Linked DNA regions of Mus musculus: regions 1, 2, 3, 4, 5 and 7 are each linked to region 6. The links are chromatin contacts, called in public HiChIP or PLAC-seq and promoter capture Hi-C maps. All regions are on one chromosome and are shown on one strand. The core of a region is the stretch at or near the end of the contact, and the rest is flanking DNA. Distances in the headings are between cores, read along the strand shown.

What was found. Promoter capture Hi-C pulls out the DNA fragments that hold promoters and counts their contacts. HiChIP or PLAC-seq counts read pairs in DNA pulled down with a chosen protein or histone mark.
Region 1: an H3K27ac HiChIP or PLAC-seq map of bone marrow-derived dendritic cells shows a contact between it and region 6, with 3 times the contacts expected there. The contact joins the promoter of Ncf1 here to the promoter of Rfc2 in region 6. A contact is called at or near these places in 10 of 39 promoter capture datasets (the C10 cell line, HPC-7-derived erythroid cells, cranial neural crest and 6 more), 3 of 115 datasets of contacts at active chromatin or transcription factors (bone marrow-derived dendritic cells, embryonic stem cells and microglia) and 3 of 9 other capture datasets (adipose tissue, liver and pancreatic islet).
Region 2: a promoter capture Hi-C map of neural stem cells shows a contact between it and region 6. The contact joins the promoter of Cldn3 here to the promoter of Rfc2 in region 6. A contact is called at or near these places in 7 of 39 promoter capture datasets (the 3T3-L1 cell line, cranial neural crest, hippocampal neurons and 3 more) and 1 of 115 datasets of contacts at active chromatin or transcription factors (pancreatic cancer cells).
Region 3: a contact with region 6 is called in an H3K27ac HiChIP or PLAC-seq map of embryonic stem cells, with 5 read pairs. The contact joins the promoter of Castor2 here to the promoter of Rfc2 in region 6. A contact is called at or near these places in 3 of 39 promoter capture datasets (hippocampal neurons, pre-B cells and stem cell-derived epiblast-like cells), 1 of 115 datasets of contacts at active chromatin or transcription factors (embryonic stem cells) and 1 of 9 other capture datasets (pancreatic islet).
Region 4: an H3K27ac HiChIP or PLAC-seq map of embryonic stem cells shows a contact between it and region 6, with 16 read pairs. The contact joins the promoter of Gtf2ird2 here to the promoter of Rfc2 in region 6. A contact is called at or near these places in 25 of 39 promoter capture datasets (the 3T3-L1 cell line, 3T3-L1-derived adipocytes, the C10 cell line and 15 more), 30 of 484 Hi-C or Micro-C datasets (B cells, CD4 T cells, CD8 T cells and 15 more), 27 of 115 datasets of contacts at active chromatin or transcription factors (the 230-238 cell line, the SCID.adh cell line, T-cell acute lymphoblastic leukemia and 15 more) and 4 of 9 other capture datasets (adipose tissue, embryonic stem cells, liver and 1 more).
Region 5: a contact with region 6 is called in a promoter capture Hi-C map of neural stem cells. The contact joins the promoter of Mettl27 here to the promoter of Rfc2 in region 6. A contact is called at or near these places in 2 of 39 promoter capture datasets (cranial neural crest and neural stem cells), 1 of 115 datasets of contacts at active chromatin or transcription factors (memory CD8 T cells) and 1 of 9 other capture datasets (adipose tissue).
Region 7: a contact with region 6 is called in a promoter capture Hi-C map of liver. The contact joins the enhancer-like site here to the promoter of Rfc2 in region 6. A contact is called at or near these places in 10 of 39 promoter capture datasets (the 3T3-L1 cell line, cranial neural crest, embryonic stem cells and 6 more), 1 of 484 Hi-C or Micro-C datasets (bone marrow-derived macrophages), 1 of 115 datasets of contacts at active chromatin or transcription factors (bone marrow-derived macrophages) and 3 of 9 other capture datasets (embryonic stem cells, liver and pancreatic islet).

Annotation. Positions count from the first base shown.
Region 1 is chr5:134,228,341-134,231,192 of GRCm38.p6, reverse strand. Ncf1 (neutrophil cytosolic factor 1) reads left to right here and starts at 1,568. Exons shown (of 11, transcript NM_010876.4): 1 at 1,568-1,697. The coding sequence starts at 1,626.
Region 2 is chr5:134,984,958-134,987,745 of GRCm38.p6, reverse strand. Cldn3 (claudin 3) reads right to left here and starts at 1,532. Exons shown (of 1, transcript NM_009902.4): 1 at 270-1,532. The coding sequence starts at 1,301. The coding sequence ends at 642. Wbscr25 (Williams Beuren syndrome chromosome region 25 (human)) reads left to right here. Exons shown (of 5, transcript NR_026907.1): 5 at 156-313.
Region 3 is chr5:134,098,317-134,101,016 of GRCm38.p6, reverse strand. Castor2 (cytosolic arginine sensor for mTORC1 subunit 2) reads right to left here and starts at 1,269. Exons shown (of 9, transcript NM_030719.3): 1 at 866-1,269. The coding sequence starts at 978. It overlaps Gm15627 (predicted gene 15627), which reads left to right and starts at 1,376. Exons shown (of 2, transcript NR_166664.1): 1 at 1,376-1,891; 2 at 2,252-2,605.
Region 4 is chr5:134,182,783-134,185,482 of GRCm38.p6, reverse strand. It overlaps Gtf2ird2 (GTF2I repeat domain containing 2), which reads right to left and starts at 1,445. Exons shown (of 16, transcript NM_053266.1): 1 at 1,225-1,445.
Region 5 is chr5:134,931,110-134,933,809 of GRCm38.p6, reverse strand. Mettl27 (methyltransferase like 27) reads right to left here and starts at 1,437. Exons shown (of 6, transcript NM_024479.2): 1 at 1,400-1,437; 2 at 963-1,188; 3 at 209-337. The coding sequence starts at 1,085. It overlaps 9030607J07Rik (a long non-coding RNA gene), which reads left to right and starts at 1,139. Exons shown (of 3, transcript XR_868588.3): 1 at 1,139-1,230; 2 at 1,422-1,584; 3 at 2,180-2,700.
Region 6 is chr5:134,581,267-134,583,966 of GRCm38.p6, reverse strand. It overlaps Rfc2 (replication factor C (activator 1) 2), which reads right to left and starts at 1,277. Exons shown (of 11, transcript NM_020022.2): 1 at 1,081-1,277. The coding sequence starts at 1,178.
Region 7 is chr5:134,208,710-134,211,475 of GRCm38.p6, reverse strand. It overlaps Gtf2ird2 (GTF2I repeat domain containing 2), which reads right to left. Exons shown (of 16, transcript NM_053266.1): 11 at 2,534-2,596; 12 at 201-278. Among named protein-coding and RNA genes, the nearest start is that of Ncf1, 20 kb to the left of the region's middle. Within about 2 kb of position 1,380, at least 17 of the 459 cell types and tissues checked have an H3K27ac peak or open chromatin away from gene starts, as enhancers often do. A contact at or near this core is called in liver and pancreatic islet, where this site is marked.

The DNA.
Region 1 (2,852 bases), core at 319-2,818, 350 kb after region 6:
GACACCAGAAGTTAGGCAGTGGTGGCACATGCCTTTAACTACAGCACTCAGGAGGCAGAGGCAGGTGCATTTCTGAGTTTGGGCCAGCCTGGTCTACAGAGTGAGTTCCAGGACACAGGGCTACACAGAGAAACTCTATCTGGGAAAAACGAAAAATAAAAAAGTACATACTTTCCAGGCTAAGGGAGGGCTCCGTGGCTGCGACTGCTTCTCTCTCTTGCAGAGGGATCTAACTTCAGTACCAAACATCAATGTCTGCTATTTCACAACTGCCTATAACTGCATCTACACACACACACAAACACACACACACAGAGGATTCTGAGCTTTTCTTTATTTTTTTAAAAAAGTTTTTTTTTTAAATGGTTTTTCGAGACAGGGTTTCTCTGTATAGCTCTGACTGTCCTGGAACTCACTTTGTAGACCAGGCTGGCCTCGAACTTAGAAATCCACCTGCCTCTGCCTCCCAAGTGCTGGGATTAAAGGTGTGTGCCACCACACCTGGCTTTTTAAAAAGATTTATGTATTTATTTTATGTATATGAGTACACTGTAGCTGTACAGATGGTTGTGAGCCTTCATGTGGTTGTTGGGAATTGAATTTAGGACCTCCCCTTGCTCAGGTCGGACCCTCTCACTTCAGATAACTCTTCTCTCTCCATCAGTCCCTGCTTTCTCCGCCCAAAGATTTATTTATTATTATACATTGCAGATGGTTGTGAGCCACCATGTGGTTGCTGGGATTTGAACTCAGGACCTTCAGAAGAAGAGCAGACAGTGCTCTTACCCACTGAGCCATCTCGCTGGCCCTAAACTTTTCTTTAATGTAGGTTCTAGAGATAGAACTCAGGTCCTCAGGCTTGTATGCCAAGGACTTTATCTGCGGAGCCATGTCCAGTCCTGGTCCTGTAAAGACAGGACTTCTAAAGTCAATCTCACGTAGGCCAGGCTATCTTCAAACTCATTATATAGCTGAAGCTGGCCTTGAACCCTTGATTCTCCTGCCTCTACCTCCCAAGGGCTGGGGTCACAGGCTTTTTTTTTTTTCCTGAGATAGGGTTTCTCTGTATAGCCCTGGCTGTCCTGGAACTCACTTTGTAGACCAGGCTGGCCTCGAACTCAGAAATCTGCCGGCCTCTGCCTGCCACCACACCCAGCTTTTTTTTTTTTAAGATTTATTTATTTATTTTATTAATCTGAGCATGCTGTAGCTGTCTTCAGACAACACCAGAAGAGGGCATCAGATCCCATTACAGATGGTTGTGAGCCACCATGTGATTGCTGGGAATTGAACTGAGAACCTCTGGAAGAGCAGTCAGTGCTCTTAAGCACTGCACCAGCTCTCCAGCCCCATGTTTGTTGGGGGTGGTTCAGAACTGTAGAGAGGCCCCAGTGCCTGGGTTGGGCCATGGTGTCGGTAGAACAGGTTTCTGTGCTTCAGGGCCCCTGGCTGCCCCACCACTCTGTTGAAGCTCAAAAATTCTCAGAAAGTGAAAGACTAAGTCTAAGAGCCTCCTGGGCCTTCCCCGCCCTTACCCCACAAGCAGCAGAAACCACTTCTTCTTTTTAGTGTATTTAAGGCCCAGCCCAGGCTATAGAGAGAAGTGTCCCTGTCACGGCCCAGCCATGGGGGACACCTTCATTCGCCATATTGCCCTGCTGGGCTTCGAGAAGCGCTTCATCCCCAGCCAGCACTATGTGAGTAGCCTAAGAGTGCCCTGCAGGAGCGCATAGTGGGGACAGTGCTATCACTCTGCTGCTACCCAAAAACCACCTGGACCAGGGAAGGAGATGAGAGGAAGGGAGACCAGGGAAGGATGTGAGGGGAAGGGGGACCAGGGGAGGATATGGGGGGAGGGGTCCAGGGGAGGATATGAGGGGGAGGGGGACCAAGGGAAGGATGTGAGAGGGAGGGGGATCAGGGGAGGATATGGGGGGAGGGAGAACAGGGGAAGGATATGGAGAGAGGGAGACCAGGGGAAGGATGTGAGAGGGAGGGGGGACCAGGGGAGGATATGGGGGGAGGGAGAACAGGGGAAGGATATGGGGAGGAGGGGTCCAGGGGAGGCTATGAGGGGGAGGGGGACCAAGGGAAGGATGTGAGAGGGAGGGGGACCAGGGAAGGATATGGGGGGAGGGAGAACAGGGGAAGGATATGGGAGGAGGGGTCCAGGGGAGGCTATGAGGGGGAGGGGGACCAAGGGAAGGATGTGAGGGGGAGGGGGACCAGGGGAAGATATACCTCCGTGGGGACCTCTCAGGCACAGGGCTTTCTTATCCTTGGGCTTCAGGCTTCTCTTGGGTGTTCACAAAGGACCCTGCCATGGTGAGCAGATACCCCTGTGCACCGTCCCAGCTGCCTCCCTCTCTGTCTTCACACTGAGCCCCCAAGCATGCCAGAGCTCAACCTTACCCTCTGTCCAGTGCCTAGGACCAAGGCTCATTCCTACCAGGAAACCTCCCTGTCTAGTCAGCTCCAGGAGTGGCCCTGCATGGCAGCCTGCGAGGCCTGGAAACTGTGGCTTTTTTTTCTCTCCTCTTCTATGATATTGGTTACTGAGTTTGGATCCCTAGTAGGGGACGATGTCTCCCGTTTGCCCTGGGGAGATGAGGTCGAGGAATATCTGCCCATATATCTAGACTCTATCACTGGGTCTGCTCGGCCCAAGGCAGGCCAGAGATGGTGCCGCCCAGCACTTGTAAGCTGTTTACCTGGGACCCTCAGCAGTTAAGAGCTAAGTCTCCCCTCCCTCCTCCCTCCCTCTCTAAATATAAATGTTCTGAATCATTCCACAACCAAAAGCCACACCAGAAGAGGGGACAGCGGTCACCCTGGGTGTTTCCTTCATGTCC
Region 2 (2,788 bases), core at 283-2,782, 400 kb before region 6:
AGTTCCTCATACGCCCTCTGGCTGGATTGCTAGATAAACCTCGCTCGCCATAGGGTCTGTGGAGATCAGTGCTGGGATATCTCCCAAGTGTTACCCACCTAGTGAGCACAAAAACTCATGTGTACCCCCACTTTCTCCTTACTCAACCTGTGAAGCTGTTTAAAGCTCGCTGCCCGTGATGAGGGCTATTCGAGGGACAGTCCCCAGCAGGTGCCCCGTAGGGGAGGTGGTAGCCTGTGCGGTGGCGTTCAGGATAAGGAAGCTCCAGCGACTGCAAAAAACGAAAGACTTTTATTGAAAAATATGAAATGGCCCGTTTCATGGTTTGCCTGTCTCTGCCCACTGTGAGCTTCTGCGGGGCTGGCAAGTAGCTGCAGTGGCCACCCCAGCCCAGTTCTTGGGAAGGGCGAGGTTTCTTTGTCCATTCGGCTTGGACAGTTCCTAGGCCCGGTAGTCAGGTGGCAGCCGGAGAAGGGGAGATGCCAGCCTGTCTGTCCTCTTCCAGCCTAGCAAGCAGACTGTGTGTCGTCTGTCACCATCTGGAAGGTGGGGTGGTCTCAGACGCGAGGCTGCACGCTGGACGGGTGGGGTTCATCGACTGCTGGTAGTGGTGACGGTACGGTCTGCGTGCACCCGGCCCCTCAGACGTAGTCCTTGCGGTCGTAGGCGGTGCCGGTACCGGTGCCAGGGCCGGTGGATCGCGGCGCAGAATAGAGGATCTTGGTGGGTGCATACTTGTCGCGCGGTGGGCAGGAGCAACACAGCAAGGCGCCCCCTAGCAACTGCAGCGCGGCGGCAGCCCAGCCCACGTACAACCCAGCTCCCATCTCCCGCTTCTGGGCCTCGGGCACCAACGGGTTATAGAAATCCCTGATGATGGTGTTGGCCGACCAGGACACCGGTACTAAGGTGAGCAGAGCCGCCAACAGGAAAAGCACTCCCGCCACGATGGTGATCTTGGCCTTGGCCGTCTCGTCTTGTACGCAGTTGGTACACTGGGCGCCCACGAGCGCCACGAGGAGCCCGAAGGCGGCCAGCAGGATGGACACCACGATGAGGGCTCGGGCGGCCTGCAGGTCCTGCGGCAGGGCCAGCAGCGAGTCGTACATTTTGCACTGCATCTGACCGGTGCTCTGCACCACGCAGTTCATCCACAGGCCCTCCCAGGTGATCTGCGCCGTGATGATGCTGCTGCCGATGAAGGCCGAAACGCGCCACATGGGAAGGGCGCAGCACACGATGGTGCACAGCCAGCCCAGCACGGCCAGCGACGTGCCGGTGATCTCCAGGCCCATGGACATGGCTGCTGGACTTGAACCGGCTCGGCCGGGCAGCTCAGGGGACTGGGAGACCAGGGATCGCGGCCGCTGGACCTGGGAATCAACTGCCCTTCGAAAACTGACGGACGTCTGTCGCCGGGAACGACGGGTGGGTGGCAAAGGACGGAGCGCGCTTAACGGCTCCTCTCCTGGGGCTCGCACAGAGACTGCCCCTGCACCTGCCTGTGGCTTTGGAGACTGGCTTCTGAGACTGGGTTGGCTCTGGGATGGGGTGGGTTGGACTTAGCTTGGTGCCTAGAGGAGGAGGGTGGAGCTCGCTCTTCTGGCCCAGGGGACAGTGACGTGTGTCCCGTCCAGTCCGGTCCGTCCTCCCCAACCCCCTTCACCATAGGAGAAAGGATTTGGCTAGAACCTCAATGCTGAAGTGTATGTGTTGTGTGTGGCGGGGGTGGGGGTGGGGTGGGAGAGTGTGTATCGAAGGAGGGCGGGGTCGTCTAAGCTCCCTCCCTTCCCAACCTCCCCAAGCTCCTTAAGCATAACGAATTCTCTAGAGCTATACAGAGTGGGAGGGGCGCTTCAAGGATTTGAAGTGCAAATCACCAATTGTAAACTGCTTGACTCTCTTGTCCCCCACCTCCGTCTTCTTTAGCGCGGGAGGCGTAGGATGGAGGCGCGGCCAATTCCTCTGGACAACCCGGACTGGGAGGACCTAGGTGGGGGCGTGGCTGAGGCTGTTTGTCGCCGTAGGTGGATGGAATTGTAGCACCTGCTCCAAGTCCCTCAGGCTTTGACACAAGCACTCTGGCCTTGTCCAAGTGCAACCTGATATACAGAACTCTGAAACCAGGGACAACGACCACCTGCAGAGCCCACTCTGCACCTCAGGGACCGGTGTTGAGTTCAAATTCTTGTCCAGCACCCTCATGTGACCTGGGCTGGTGGCAAGCCTACATGGCTTAGCTCAAATGCCCGCCCACCTAGAAGCTGCTTTCCCCCACGGAGGTTCTCTAGATGGAGTCTTGTTTTCTTTCCTTTGGGGGTGGGGGCGGGGCAGAGTGAGTACCAGGGTGAGTGAACAGTGGGAAAGAGATTTGATACACATGAGAAAAAAAAAAGACGTCTAGCCAGGTGTGTTGGCTCCTGCCTGAGGCTGAGGCAAGCAGACAGCTGTGAGTTCAAGGCCAGATACAGCGAAACTGTGTCTCACAACTCCTGTGCAGAAGCCCTGTGCAGCATGCCATGCCTGTAGTCCCAGAGCTTGGGAAAGTGGAGGCAGGCAGGAGTTCAAGACCATCTTGGCGACACGGAGAATTCAAAGCCAGATGGGCTACATGAGACCCTGGCTCAAACAAGCTACAAAGTAACACCAAAAAAGCCCCCAAAACACCAATTCCTTTTGCCTCCGGACACTGACTCCCCTGCCGCACACCTTGGGGTGGCGCATGCTCCGACTTCTCCCGTTGCCTCTTCCCTTCACCTCAGCTAGGATACAGCTCTTTTGGTTTAGT
Region 3 (2,700 bases), core at 20-2,519, 480 kb after region 6:
TTATGAAGTCAAACACATCCAGCAACGGGAAAAAAAAAAAATCTAAGATTAAAAAAAAATATTTTTTTTCTTCTTTTTCTTCTTACCTCCCAAGGCCTTCCACTATTTTTCTCCCCCTGGAACATCCAAGCCCAGGTTCCAGGCAGATCCATCAACACGTCTGCTCCTCCCCTTCCATGGTTCAAAATCCCCCCCCCCCCCCACTTCGCTGGACCCCCAAAGAGAAAAGAAATCAGCGACCCTGGCCCTGCTGCCCCTCCCCCGCTGCCTGCACCTCTTCTCCCCTCGCAGGCACCTGGAGATAAACATCTACTAATGATTTTATGATATTTCTGTTCTGGGGTAGACCGACCTCAGCGCCATCCCTCCCCGCTTGCCAATGGCTACAGGGGGGCCGGCCCAACTGGGAGGAGGGTAGTGGTGGTGGTGGTGGTGGTGGATGGATGGGGGGATGGGGCGTGTTTAGTTTGTAAATTTCCTCCTCCAGATCCCCACACCTGTTTTTCATTCATTCATTCGTTCATTCATTCATTCACGGATGCATCATAGAGGCCATTTAGGGAGGTTACTCGGGATCTCGGGGAAGGGACTGAGACGGGAGGGGGGGGTGTTGGGTGTTGGTGGCAGCAGTTGGAGGCGCAGTGGGGTGGGGGCTTCTGGGTGGAGGGGACCCCCACTAGAGAGCACAGGGGTGGCTTTGTCCGATGCAGGAGAATGGCAGAGATTAGGGGGGGATGAAGTTGTTTTGCACTGCGTCCCCCCGGGGTGCGCCTCTTTGTCTGTCCCGGGGCTGGTACCATGAGCCCCCCCCGACACCCCCCCCCCCCGTCAGCCATCCCCTCGCCCCTTACTCTCTTTCTCTCACCTGGTCTTGGAAGACAGGAAGGCAAGTTTGATGAGGCCGTAGGTGAAGAGCGGGATACTCTCCTTGGCGACGCTGGCAACTTGCAGCCGGTGTTCCAGAATGTGCAGTTCCATCGTCCGCCCAGGGCTCCTCCACGGCGGATCATCCGCGGTGGCCCGAGTTGGGGGGGGGGGGACGGGGACGAGCCGCGGCCCCCGCCCCCTGTGCGCCCCAAGCCGTGGGGCAACCGGCCCAGGGAAGGGGGCCCGGAGCTCGATGCCGGGTTGATTCGTACTCGAGCCAGAAAAAGGAAGCTTGGCAAGTTGCAAAAAAAGGAGGCCTGGGGAGGACCTGCGGGGTGCAGCAAGCTACGGGGTGGACAAGCAAACAGCGCCCGGCTGAGCGCGGCGCCCGGCGCAGCAGCAGCTGGTGTTCGCTGTAACAAACAACTTGCCACTCAAACGCCGGGCCCGTGATGCGCAGGCGCCAGCCGGGAGGCCACGCAATGCCAATCGGGATTTGTAGTCCGCGCGCGCGCTTTTACGCGGCCCTCCCCCCAACCCCCCGGACTACTCCAGCTTGCTGATGTCAAGCCAGGGGGGCTGGGCTGCTGCGCCACGGTGCCCTGGGAATGCAAGATTTCGGGGTTCCCCAGGGACACAGAGGAACCCGATGGGACATATAGGGAATTTGGAGCGGATTTAAGCTTAGATGCATGCTCTTTAATCGCTCAAACTCAGGATTAGGTACTTTCTTTGGGGTGTCAATCGAGAACCCCTTTCCTCAACAAGCAACTCCAGCGTTGGAAAAGGCCTGATCCTGCCAGAGGAGAGATTTAGAGGAATCGGTGATTGTCGTTCAGGGAAGGAAAGCAAAAGAAGAGTTGGGTTAGATAGAGAAGGGTGCCGGCTTCCTTGGAAAAGGGTGCTGGGGGCTGAATGAGAGCACGCAGGCAGGGGGAGGGGGGCGCTCAGAGGGAGAGCTGCGCGGCCTTCCAGGCAGAAGGAACACCGTGTCCAAACGCACAGAAGCGTGAAAGCCCCCACGGTACTGTGTTTGGCTTTGTTGCTGCGGAAAATGTGAGGGAGGATAGAGATAAGGCAGGCACGGGAACCAGGACCCGGGTCTCCGGGATCATGGGTGCAAAGCTGCTGAAGTAACTGTGGATCTGGGAGGGTGGAGGGGTAAGGGGGAGCGGGAGGGGGTTACCGGGGTGAGGTGGAGAGCGGAACTGAATCTGAATGAGAGTTATCCTTAGTGTTTCTAACCCCAGGCTTGAGTGCTGTATGGGGGACCTGTTTAGCAAATATTCTGCCCGCCCCTCCCGCCCCTCTCCCTTTCATGGCTGACTAGGTTTTGAAATCCTCTAGGTTAAAGTTACTGACTAGTGCTTTTGCCCTTTGGCAGAGTGCTTTGACGTTGTGGTGGGTCAAGTCTACCTGACGAGGCGAACAGGGAACTCTTCGGGGAGAAAATCCTGCCTGTCAATCTCATATTCTCAGTTCCCTTCTATCAGATGGGGGCTTATTGTGCTGCCTCATACCCACTAAAGGGCGTGAAACCCAGAATTCTCACTATGTCTTTTAATGTAGTTAAAGATTGGGCCTTCGAGATGGCTCAGTGGGTAAAGACGCTGCCAAGTTTGCTGACCTGAGTTCGATCTTCTGGACCTTGGAAGGAGAGAATGGAACCCTGCAGGTTGTTCCTCTGATTTGTACATGCGTGCACACACGTAATTTCAATAAATAACTGATAGCTCTATTTTTCTTTTGTTTTGAGACAGAGTCTCGTTTATCTCATGTTATCCTTCATCAAGTCTATCTATAGTTGAAGATAACCTTGAACTTCTGATCTTT
Region 4 (2,700 bases), core at 196-2,695, 400 kb after region 6:
CATCTCTTCAGCCGCCTCCCTTCCATTTTCTTTCTTTCTTTTATCCTGTAACTCTCTGAAATCCTCCTGCCTCAGTATCCCCAGTGCTGGGCTGACAGACACATTTGAGTTACCACACTAGGCTTGAGTTCTGTTATTTTGTTTTTATTTTACTTTGGAAGGAATTCTTTTTCTGACTTGCATTGTATTTTAAAGGATGAGTTTTCCTGTATCTCAATAAAGCGGCTATAATTTATTTAGTGACAAGGTCCCACTGTGTAGCCCCAGCAGGCCTGGAACTTGCTATATATAGGCAGTCCTTGAACTCTCAGATCCATTTGAAGGCCACCGTTGCCGGCTCATTCTGGTTCTCTGTGCTGAAATAAGTACATTCTAGAATAATGTTTTGGGTGCAATAGGTTAAATACATTACTATAGTGAATTTTAATTTGTAAAAATTTACTTTAAATTTTAAAGTTACTAAACATTTTAAACGTTTTAAAATAAATTAAAATTTTTTTGAGCCAGGCGATGGTGGCGCACACCTTCAATCCCAACACTTGGGAGGCAGAGGCAGGCGGATTTCTGAGTTTGAGGCCAGCCTGGTCTACAGAGTGAGTTCCAGGACAGCCAGGGCTACACAGAGAAACCCTGTCTGGAAAAAAAAATTTTTTTTTTGATTGTTGTACTAGTTGTTATGGCCATAGGCCACCTTGTACTCTCAACCAGACCAGACACAAGCCACATTTTGGAGGCTGGGCCCTTTCTTCCGTTCTCTTCATCGACCTAAACCACTGGCTGCCACAAACACCAAACGCCCCCATAATCCTGGAGCCAACAAGCAAAGCCAGCCGCCGAAGGTGGAGCCAGAGCGCCGTTGCTAGGCAACCGCGATGGCCCCGCCCCTTCCCCTAACCAATCAAGGGTTTCTAAACACAGCGCAGGTACGTCAGGTGGCGCGTGACCTCGGCACGCACCGGGCGCAGCTTTCCCCGCCTCCTCGCCCCGTCACAACCAATCGAAAGCGAGATTTTGGTGCGCGCCTGGCGTGCGAAAGTCGCCTAACCCCACGTCTTCCCCGCCCCGCCCCCCACTCTTCACGGCCCGATCGCGGTAGGGAAAATGGGGGTCGGCGCTGACCACCGGGCGCCCGAAGGTCCCGCCACGCACCCCGAGAGATCGCTCTGCCCCGGCGGGGACTCCCGGAAGCGGAAGTTGTGAGGGAAGCGGCGGCGGGATACGCACCTGAGGGCCCTGCTTTGCGGGCCGCGCCGGGGGTCTGGAGCCTGGCTTGCGCGTGCGCAGCGGCTCTGCGCCGGCGACCGCAGCTCGGGGGCCGCGGGCGCCTCCTCTCCGCTCCCTTCCTGTTTTTCGTTTTTATTATTTTTTCTCCCTCTTTTTTATTTTATTTTTTGTCTTTGTTTGCTTCCTGGAAGGAAGGTCGGCTTCCCGCGCGTGGCCGAAGCACCCCCGGTGGGGACGGCCACTTCCGGTGCGCTGCAGGACGGCTTCCGCGAGGCCGCCGGCCGGGCTGCGTGGCGTGCACGTGGCTTCGCGCCTTCCCTGGATGTGCATGGCCGTTCTGGATAGATAGAGATATTTTAAAATGTGGTTGTGCGTGCACGTGGAAGCGGAGAGGTCACCCCACGTGTTACTCAGGCACCCACTCCCCCCACCCCCCGCGACAGAGTTTTTCTTGTAGCCCTGGCTAGCCTGCGTTGTAGACCAGGCTGGCCTCGGACTCAGAGTCCACTGCCTCTGCTTCCCGAGTGCTGGGATTAAAGGCGTGCGCCATCACACCACCTACCTTTTAGGACATTGCATTTCCTTTAAAACTAATTTTTGTGCCTGTGTCAGTTCTATGTTCTTGTGTTTGCGTGGCTGCATGTCTCGGGAGCTATTCGTAAAGCACCATCTGTTGTAAGTATTTTGCCACCCTGTTTATATGCACCACGGGGAGGCCAGAAGAGGTCACAGTATCCCCTGGACCAGGAGTTTCAGACGGTATGGATGCGGGAACTGATCAAGTGTTCTTAACCACGGAGCCATCCCTCCAGCCCCACTTTACAAGGGTTCCAGTTTTATTTGTTTGTTTGCTTTAAAATATACTGGAAAGGGGGTTGGAGCAGTGGCTCAGCTGTTAAGAGCTGATAAGTGTGCTTTCAGAAGACCAGTGTCTGTGTCAAGCACAGCACACGTGCCTGTAACTCGCATTTCCAAAGGATTGGAATCCTTTGGCCTCTGTATGCACCCACACCCGCTTAAAAAAAATAAAATATTTAAAAAATACTTTTAAAGATTTGTTGCTTGGTGTACATGCCATTAATACTAGCATTCACAAGGAAGAAATAGGCAAATCTCTCTGAGTTTGAGGCCAGCCATGACTACATATAAGATCCTGTCCCAAAATAAAATGAGAACACTTTGTTCATATCAGGAAAGGCTGTGTAGCTTCCGACATAGTTTGTATTTGCTCGTGTTCTTGAGCTGGCTCCAATAAATCCTTTCCTCCCAGGTCACAAGTGGGTCACTGATTGCTAGATCCTATGGTGTTCGTCCAGCCTGAAAATCTCTTGCTCTGGCTACTTGTCAAAATCAGGTCACTCACCCTTGCAATGTGGCCTTTTAGGGCACAGTGCTTGGTGGCTGTTCTGGCTCCCACTCAATCTCCTTTCTTCCCACTCTCAGATTGCCATGACGTTTCCTACTTTCTGTCTCCAA
Region 5 (2,700 bases), core at 188-2,687, 350 kb before region 6:
CTGTCTAGAATCCCCCAGGGAGGGGCTGGGGGCGTGGCTCTGTGGTAGAGCCCCTGCCTAGAATCCCCCAGGGAGGGGCTGGGAACATGGCTCTGTGGTAGAGCTCCTGCCTAGAATTTACTAGGCAGGGTCTCAGGACTAATTGAGCAGTAGCATGTAGGAGGTCCTGGGTGCTGAAGGGAAGGCAGGGTGGTGTATCAGATCTTACCTCCACAGCTACCAGGCCAGTGCCACAGGCCACATCGAGGATCAGGGCATCATGGGGTGAGCCCCGAAAGGCTCGACTGAGACAATCCACAGCAAGGCGTGGGGCTCGGTACTTCAAAGCAGCCACATCCTGAGGAGATAGCACTTAGCCCAACATAGTGTTTAGACGACTCACCTTGTGGGGTGCCCAAGTTCTGCCAGTTTGAGCTTGTGTGTTTTAGAGTTCAGATCCTCCTAGGACCCCAGTAACAGAAGACCCGAGCTTGAGGTGTCTTACTTTTTTTTCGAGACAGGGTTTCTCTGTATAGCCCTGGCTGTCCTGGAACTCACTTTGTATACCAGGCTGGCCTCGAACTCAGAAATCCGCCTGCCTCTGCCTTCCGAGTGCTAGGATTAAAGGCATGCGCCACCACTCCCGGCTTTGAGGTGTCTTACTGTCAAGGGACCCCACACTAGTGGGGATCAAGCTGGCTGGCTACTGGCTGTGGCAGCTCTTAGCTGGTCTGTCTATACCGAATGATGTCTCAATAGCGCCTCCTGCAGGCTCTCTCCTCGTGTTTGTTGCAGGATTAATTAGGGGTTGCTTACAGGTCAGCCGGGGTGGGTGGGGGTGGGGTGGGTGCAGGTCTCTAAGGAGCACATCTCCCAGGTCTCTTTTCAGCTCCAAGTTTCCCTGAGATGCATGGGTACTATTTTAGCTTTGCTTATAAAAACAGAATCTGAGCCACAAAAGTCGAGGACCCACGTGCTTTCACCTGGTCATACTCCGGAGCCCAGTCGTCATAGAAGCGGAGCTTGCAGGCCAGGTCGGTGATACCGTGGGAGGTTCCGACCCGGGCCAGTACTTGGGGCAGCCGCCCAGCCTCCTCCTGAGTCATTCTCCTGCGGGGGCAGAGTCCACCCAGTGATGAGGTCCTCCACAGTCTTCCGTCCTCCCTCACCCGGCGGAGGAGGTTATCAGTGCTCCAACGCGGTCCCAAGCTACAAACAAGACCTTGAGTGGGAGATGGCAGGAGCTGACCTGTACGCCGAGGCGCTGTTTGTATGGGGAGGGGCTCATAGAGCGGGGGCACTCCCGCGCAGGGAGGGAGGACTACGCCTCAGCCCATCATTCCCGGAGGTGGATCGGGGGCGCGGGTGGGGTTCTTCCTCACCACAAGGGTCTCCAAGAAGGTACAGGCTCAGAACTCACCGCGCGGAACCCCCTTCTCCAGGCAGACCCGAGGGAAGTGGAGGGGCGTGTCTGAGAGCCTGGCCCCGCCTCCAGCACCGCGACGATTGGGTTTCCGTGAGATAAAACAGCCAATCCGAGAAAGAAATGACAGACTACCCTCCCTGAGCCAATGAGCGTATTGCGTGAGAAGATCTCAAACTCACGTGAGGATTTGTTTTTGTTTTTTCACAAATAAAAAAGTTTCTCTCCCTGCCTCGCTTCCTCCCTCGCTCCCTTCCTCCCTCTCTTTTTTCCTTCCTTCCTTCCTTCCTCCCTCCCTCCCTCCCTCCCTCCCTCCCTCCCTCCCTCTTTCTTTCTTTCTTTCTTTCTTTCTTTCTTTCTTTCTTTCTTTCTTTCTTTCTTCTTCCTTCCTCTCTTTCTTTCTTTCTTTCTTTCTTTCTTTCTTTCTTTCTTTCTTTCTTTCTTTCTAAGGTCTTGCTATGGAGCCCAGGGTGACTTGGAACTCCTTATATAGACCAGGTGGACCTCTGCCTCCCAGGAACTGGGATTTAAGCGTTGTGCCATTGCTCCTGGGTACAGTATTTAAAAAACAAACAAACCCGAAAACAACAAAAAAACCAATTTATTTGGGGGGGGGGGCAGATGGTGTGTAGCAGCCAGAGAGCCATTTTTTGATTCCTCCTCCTACCATGGGACTTCCAGGCATGGGACTCAGATTCTCAAGCTTGGCAGCAAGTGCTTTGATCTGCTCAGCCATCTCACTGATCCCCGTTTTTTAGTATTTGTATGGTTTCTTAGGGTCTGAAAATCCAAAACAACCCATGCAGACACAAGAGTCCACGCAAAGCAAGAACTTTGTTTGAGTCAGGCGCAGAAACTGACCAGACAGGGACAACAGCACCGACTTGGGAGCAGACTGCGTCTTCCAATGTTCATCTTAGTAGTTAAACAGCTGGTAAAACTTTATTGTGCTCAGACCGCTGCTGATCGATCAGGACCGAAGAACAGACCTGGAAGTTGGACTTCCCCTCAGAGCCGGAATGGTACAGAGGTTTTAAGCTCGAAAGCCACAAATATCTGCCCCTATATGCAGTCACAACTCAGAATCATTTATTCGTTCATAATTAGAAACAATCATTATGTTTTGGGGAACAAAAAAAAAAAAAGCCGGGCGGTGGTGGCGCACGCCTTTAATCCCAGCACTTGGGAGACAGAGGCAGGCAGATTTCTGAGTTCGAGGCCAGCCTGGTCTACAAAGTGAGTTCCAGGACAGCCTGGAACTCAGAGAAACCCTGTCTCAAAAAAAAAAACCCAATAAT
Region 6 (2,700 bases), core at 28-2,527:
AAAGCTCAAAATTCACCTGCAGCCCCTGTCCATAGGCAGAAGACACAGTGGGGTCAGAATTCGTCATTCTCGACTATACAGAAAGTCTGCAGCTAGCTTAGGGTGGTGAGACCTACCGTAACAAAAGTGAAACACACACACACACAGAGTTTTGTTTTGTTAAACAGTGTTTCTATGTGTAGCCCTGGCTGGCCTCCAACTCAGAGAATCACTTGCCTCTGACTTCCAAGTGCTGGGATCAAAGGTGTGTGCCACCACCTGGCTAAAGCTAATAGTTTTTTAAGATGAGATTTTTAAACAAATAAAAAAATATGAGGCCAGGGCTGGAGAGATGGCTCAGCGGTGACGAGCACTGCCCGCTCTTCCAAAGGCCTTGAGCTCAATTCCCATAGTGGTGGCTCACAACCATCCGTGATGGGTTCTGATGCCCTCTTCTGGTGTGTCTGAAGACAGCTACAGTATACTCATATACATAAAATAAATAAAAGCCATTAGCATTGCACTGCATGAGGGCCTATTAGTCACGTTTAAGCATCATTTAGATGAACCTCGAGACACATATTCCTCAATTTCCATAAATAAAAATCTCTACCTTTGCCTGGTGGCTTACACCTGCCATTCCAGTATTTGGGAAGCTGAAGCAGGAGAACTGCAGAAACTTCAAGACCAGCTTGGGCTTCACAGTGAACCCCAGGGCTGTGAATGGGCCTCAGTCCGTAGAGTGCTAGCTTAGCGTGCACGAGGCTCTGTGTTCCATCCCCAGCACTGCTTTACGGAAGTAATGCATGCCCTGTCACCCCAGGATCAACGTTCAAAGTCATCCTTTGCTACGTAGTGAGTTCGAGTCCAGCTTGGGTTACACAGGACACGATCTCAAAAAAAAAAAGAAAGAAAGAAAGAAAAAGAAAAGAAAAGAAAGAAAGAAAAACAGAATATCTAGCTTCAAGAAGGAAAGGGGAAATCTGCGCTCCTGGGGACATCTGCACCTTCTCTGTCCCCTAGACCCAGGTCGAACCCAGGGTTCCTGGAGCTCGGCCCGCCCTCACGTCTACGCGCGCGTTACTATGGCTGCAGGCTCACCACGGCAGCTCGTAGTGGCCGGCGGTCTTGCTGGGGACAGGCGAGGGCTCCTGCGCCCCACTCTCGGATGGGTCACAGCCACTCTCCTGAACCTCCATTCCGGTGGCTGCTCTTCCCGCCACCCGAGGCCCCGCCCCATGCCGCTTTGACGGAAGTCTGGGTCCTGGTTTCCGGGCAACGCCGAGAGGAAAGCGGAAGTGCGTTATAGAGGCGGTGAATCTCTTCCTGCGCCTGCGCAGAGAGCACCGCGTAGCCATCCCTGGCCGCTAGAGGCCGCAGTGATCTCAGGAGCTGGCGTTTGAGAGGCGGGGGGGGGGGGGGGGGAGACATTTTATTATATCTTATTTAATTGTGACATTAAATAAGATAAAATAAAATCATTTCATTTCTTTTTACTTTCATGGACTTTTATTTTTTTTGAGACAGGGTTTCTCTGTGTAGCCCTTGACTGCTCTGAAACTCACTGTGTAGACCAGGCTGGTCTTGATTTCAGAGATCTGCCTGCCTCTATCTCTTGTGTGTGCCACCAATGCCTGGCTAAAATAAGGTTTTTTTTGTTTTGTTTTGGTTTTGGTTTTTCGAGACAGGGTTTCTCTGTGTAGCCCTGGCTGTCCTGGAACTCACTTTGTAGACCAGGCTGGCTTCGAACTCAGAAATCCGCCTGCCTCTGCCTCCCAAGTACTGGGATTAAAGGCGTGGGCCACCACGCCCGGCTAAATAAGTATTTTTAAAGAGATGCTTTCTAGGCCCAGGTTTGGTGGCACAGGTCTTTAATTCCAGTACTTGGGAGCAGAGGCACATGGATCTTTGTAAGTTCAAGGCCAGCCAGAGCTATGTACTATCACAAATTTCAGAGCTATCACAAAAATTAAACAAAAAAACAAAAAAAATACAACAATAACAAAACTAAAGATACTTTCTGGCCAGGTAAAGTAACACACACCTGTCATTCTTTTTTTTTTTTTTTTTTTTTTTTTTTTTTAATCATATGTGAGTACACTGTAGTTGTCTTTAGACACCTCAGAAGAGAGCATCAGATCTCATTATGGATGGCTGTGAGCCACCATGTTGTTGCTGGGACTTGAACTCAAGACCTTTGGAAGAGTAGTCAGTGCTTTTAACCACTGAGCCATCTCTCCAGTCCCACACCTGCCATTCTTACACTACTAACAAGCCGGGCAGGAGGAGAGTGAGTTCTGGGACTAGAAAAGGGAGACTCTGTCTCAACAAAGCAACTACAACAAAAAAAGCTGACATGACACATACCTGTAGCTTCAGCACTTGAAAGACAGATGCCAGCCTGGGGTACATGAGATTCTTAAAGAAATAATAGGGCATGGGTCAGAAGCCTGGGTTCCACCAGTATCAACGAGGAAAAAAAAATGGTTTTCTCCAAGGTGGCATTTTCAAGGTTTAAGGCTGGTGATTTCCAAGCAGGCTCGCCCTACCGTTAGCAACCTCAGCAAACTGCTTATTTTCGTAGTCTGCCTGCCCAGACACATCCCACGGAGTGCCTCTGGTAAGCACAAAGGTTTTTATTTGAACTCTTTGGCTAAACATTAGCAGTTTTTTAATTGCTTTCCTTGCTTTTTGTTATTGTTGCTGTTGAGAAGGTGTCTC
Region 7 (2,766 bases), core at 131-2,630, 370 kb after region 6:
TGAGTTCAAGGCCAGCCTGGTCTGCAGAGCCAGTTTCAGGGCAGCTTCAAGGGATCTTGTGCCCTCTTCTGGGTACCACACTCACAGCACTCACATGGCAGACGCTTGGACACACATACACACCTAAATAAAGGAAAACAAACTTTACAAAAAAGAAAACTGTGATTCAAATGATGAAGACATTAAGTGGATGTCCCCACCTGCGACTGTCACCTGTATGATCCTAAGGTCTTCAACACCTGCTGCAGAGTTTACAAGGTTGGATGGACTTGCATTTCCTTGAGAGCAAACAGAAAGAGTCAGAGTGACCAGAAAATCTGCAAGTCTCTAAAATATACCCAAGTGTTACATAAGGAGAAGTGCAGCCTGGATACTGCCTCCCTATCCCCACCCCTGTGTGCGGTGTTGAAAGATGGTTGACCTTCAAGGTCAATCTGGCTGGACATGTCTGTGAGGGTGCTTCCAGAGTGTACACTGAGGAGAGAAGTCTCAACCTGATGTTGGGGCTCCACCCCATGCTCTGGGGGCCCAGACTGAACAAAAAGAAGAAAGAAAGTTGAGCACCAGCATCAATCTGTCTGCTTCCTGACTGTGGATACAATGTGATCAGCTGCCTCCAGCTCTGGCTACCGTGCAGTGTCTGCTACGCTGGGAAAGACTGTCTCCCCTCCTCTTTTAAGTTGCTGATGTTCTTAGAAAAAAATGTCTTTTCATTTATGTGTATGAGTGTGTGTCTATGTTGGGATGCAAGCATGTAAGCACACAGAGGCCAGAAGAAGCTGGAGTTAGAGGCAGTTGGGAGCCACACGAGATGGGAGCTGGCTGGGAACTAAATTTGGGTCCTCCAGAAGATCAACAACATTGTTCTCAATGGCTAAGCCATTTCTTCAGTCTCTTTGGTTTGTGTTTGTGTTTTTGTTTTTTTCAAGATATGGTTTCTCTGTGAAGTCCTGGCTGTCCTATAGGCCAGGCTGGCCTTGAGCTCAGACATCTTCCTGCCTCTGACTCCTAAGTGCTGGGGTTACAGGTGTGCGCCACCACCGCCCTGCAGTCTCATTAATTCAGTACTTTGTTGCAACATTGTGACAGCTGTTAATGTGCCAGATGGATGGCATCCTCTGACCCTGTACTCTGCGGCTGAACAGGATGATCATCAGGGAGAGGGAGGCCTGAGATTCCTTACATCCAGCTGAAGAGCTGTAGTGAACTGAAAAGCACTGCTTCTGAGGAAGTCCACGTGACTACAGAAAAAGAGACAGTGCACTGGACATCACTCAACTTGGCTCTTGACTCGCCTTCCTCGGCAAGCTGGGATAGACAGGTCAGGAGTTAATCTCTCTTCCTGTCTGCTCGGCTGATTTGGAGGGATGTTTACTTTCACTGCACGCGCTGTGCTTTTGGCTCATTGGGTGTATTTGCTCAGTTCTTAGAGGTGCCCCGTGAAGCCTGCTTTCTAACCCCCACTGCCAAAGGCTTCCTTTGACTGGGAGAACTCCGCCTCTAGCTTGCAATGAGGGTTGCTCTAGCTTGTGCTCTAGCTTGGCAATGAGAATTGGTTTGGAGAAAGCCCCAGACAAGACACTTGTGCAAGGTCCTCCGCCGTATCGTACAAGGCCTTCTGAGTGAGTGTTAGGCTAGCCCATTTCTGCTTAATAAAGTACATGGTGACATCTTCAAAAACAATTGATTGTTGCGGCCCACCCAATAAGGAGACAGCTGCCATCATTAAACCTTTTACTCTCGTTGCAAAGGTGAAACTATCAGGACCCAGGGCTCCAAGTGGCCTTGCTGGCTTTTCATAAATAGAGGATGTGGACACCATACTGTGTCCCCCACCAACCAAACCCTCAAATTAATTCTAACTGTGGCTAAAGAGAGGGCTAATTCTATTTCTATTTGAGGGCCAGTGAGGTGGCTCAGTGGGAAAAGGTACGTTTTCTGCAAAGCTGGTGGCCTGAGTTCGGTCCCCAGGACCCATCTCAAGGTGGAAGGAAGGAGAGAAGTGACTCCACAAAGATGTCCTCTGACTCCTCCATGCATCGAGACATGGTCATCTGTCTTAGTTACTTTTGTGTTGCTATGATAAGAAACCATTGCCAAGGCACCTTATAGAAGGCGGAGTTTACTAGGCTTATGGTTCCAGAGGGTTAGAGTCCATGACCCTTGTGGCAGAAGGCAAGCGGGCACAGTGCTAAAGCAGTAACTAAGAGCTCACATCGTGATCCATGAGCACAAGGCAGAGAGGGCTAACTGGAAATGGTGGGGCCTTTTGAAACCTCCAGGCTCACCTCTAGGGACACAGCTCCATCACCAAGGCCACACCTCCTAATCCTTCCCAAACAGTTCCATCAACTGGGGACCAAGCATTCACACATGGGAGCCTATGGCTCATTCTCATCCAACACATGCATGAATGTGAACATACACACACCGGTTCCAATCACCACCGTACAATAATCATTTCAGAAGTAGTGAGGGCTGCGTGGAAAGTCACCCTGACCATGTGACAATAACAAGCGTTTTGGTGACTCACCTTCCATTTTTACCTCAGTCTCGGGGTCCTCATTGGTCTCTAAAGCGACCATCCGAGTAGACTCTTAAAAAGAAAACATCTAAAATGACATTCATGATTGAGCAATCTCAGGCTCCCACAGTTTACTGCCCCCAGCTCCACCCCTACCCACATTTATCCTCATGCTGGAGTTTTGTTTTGTTTGGAGGCAAGGGCTCACTTGGTAGCCCAGGATGGCCTTGGTTTTAGAATTT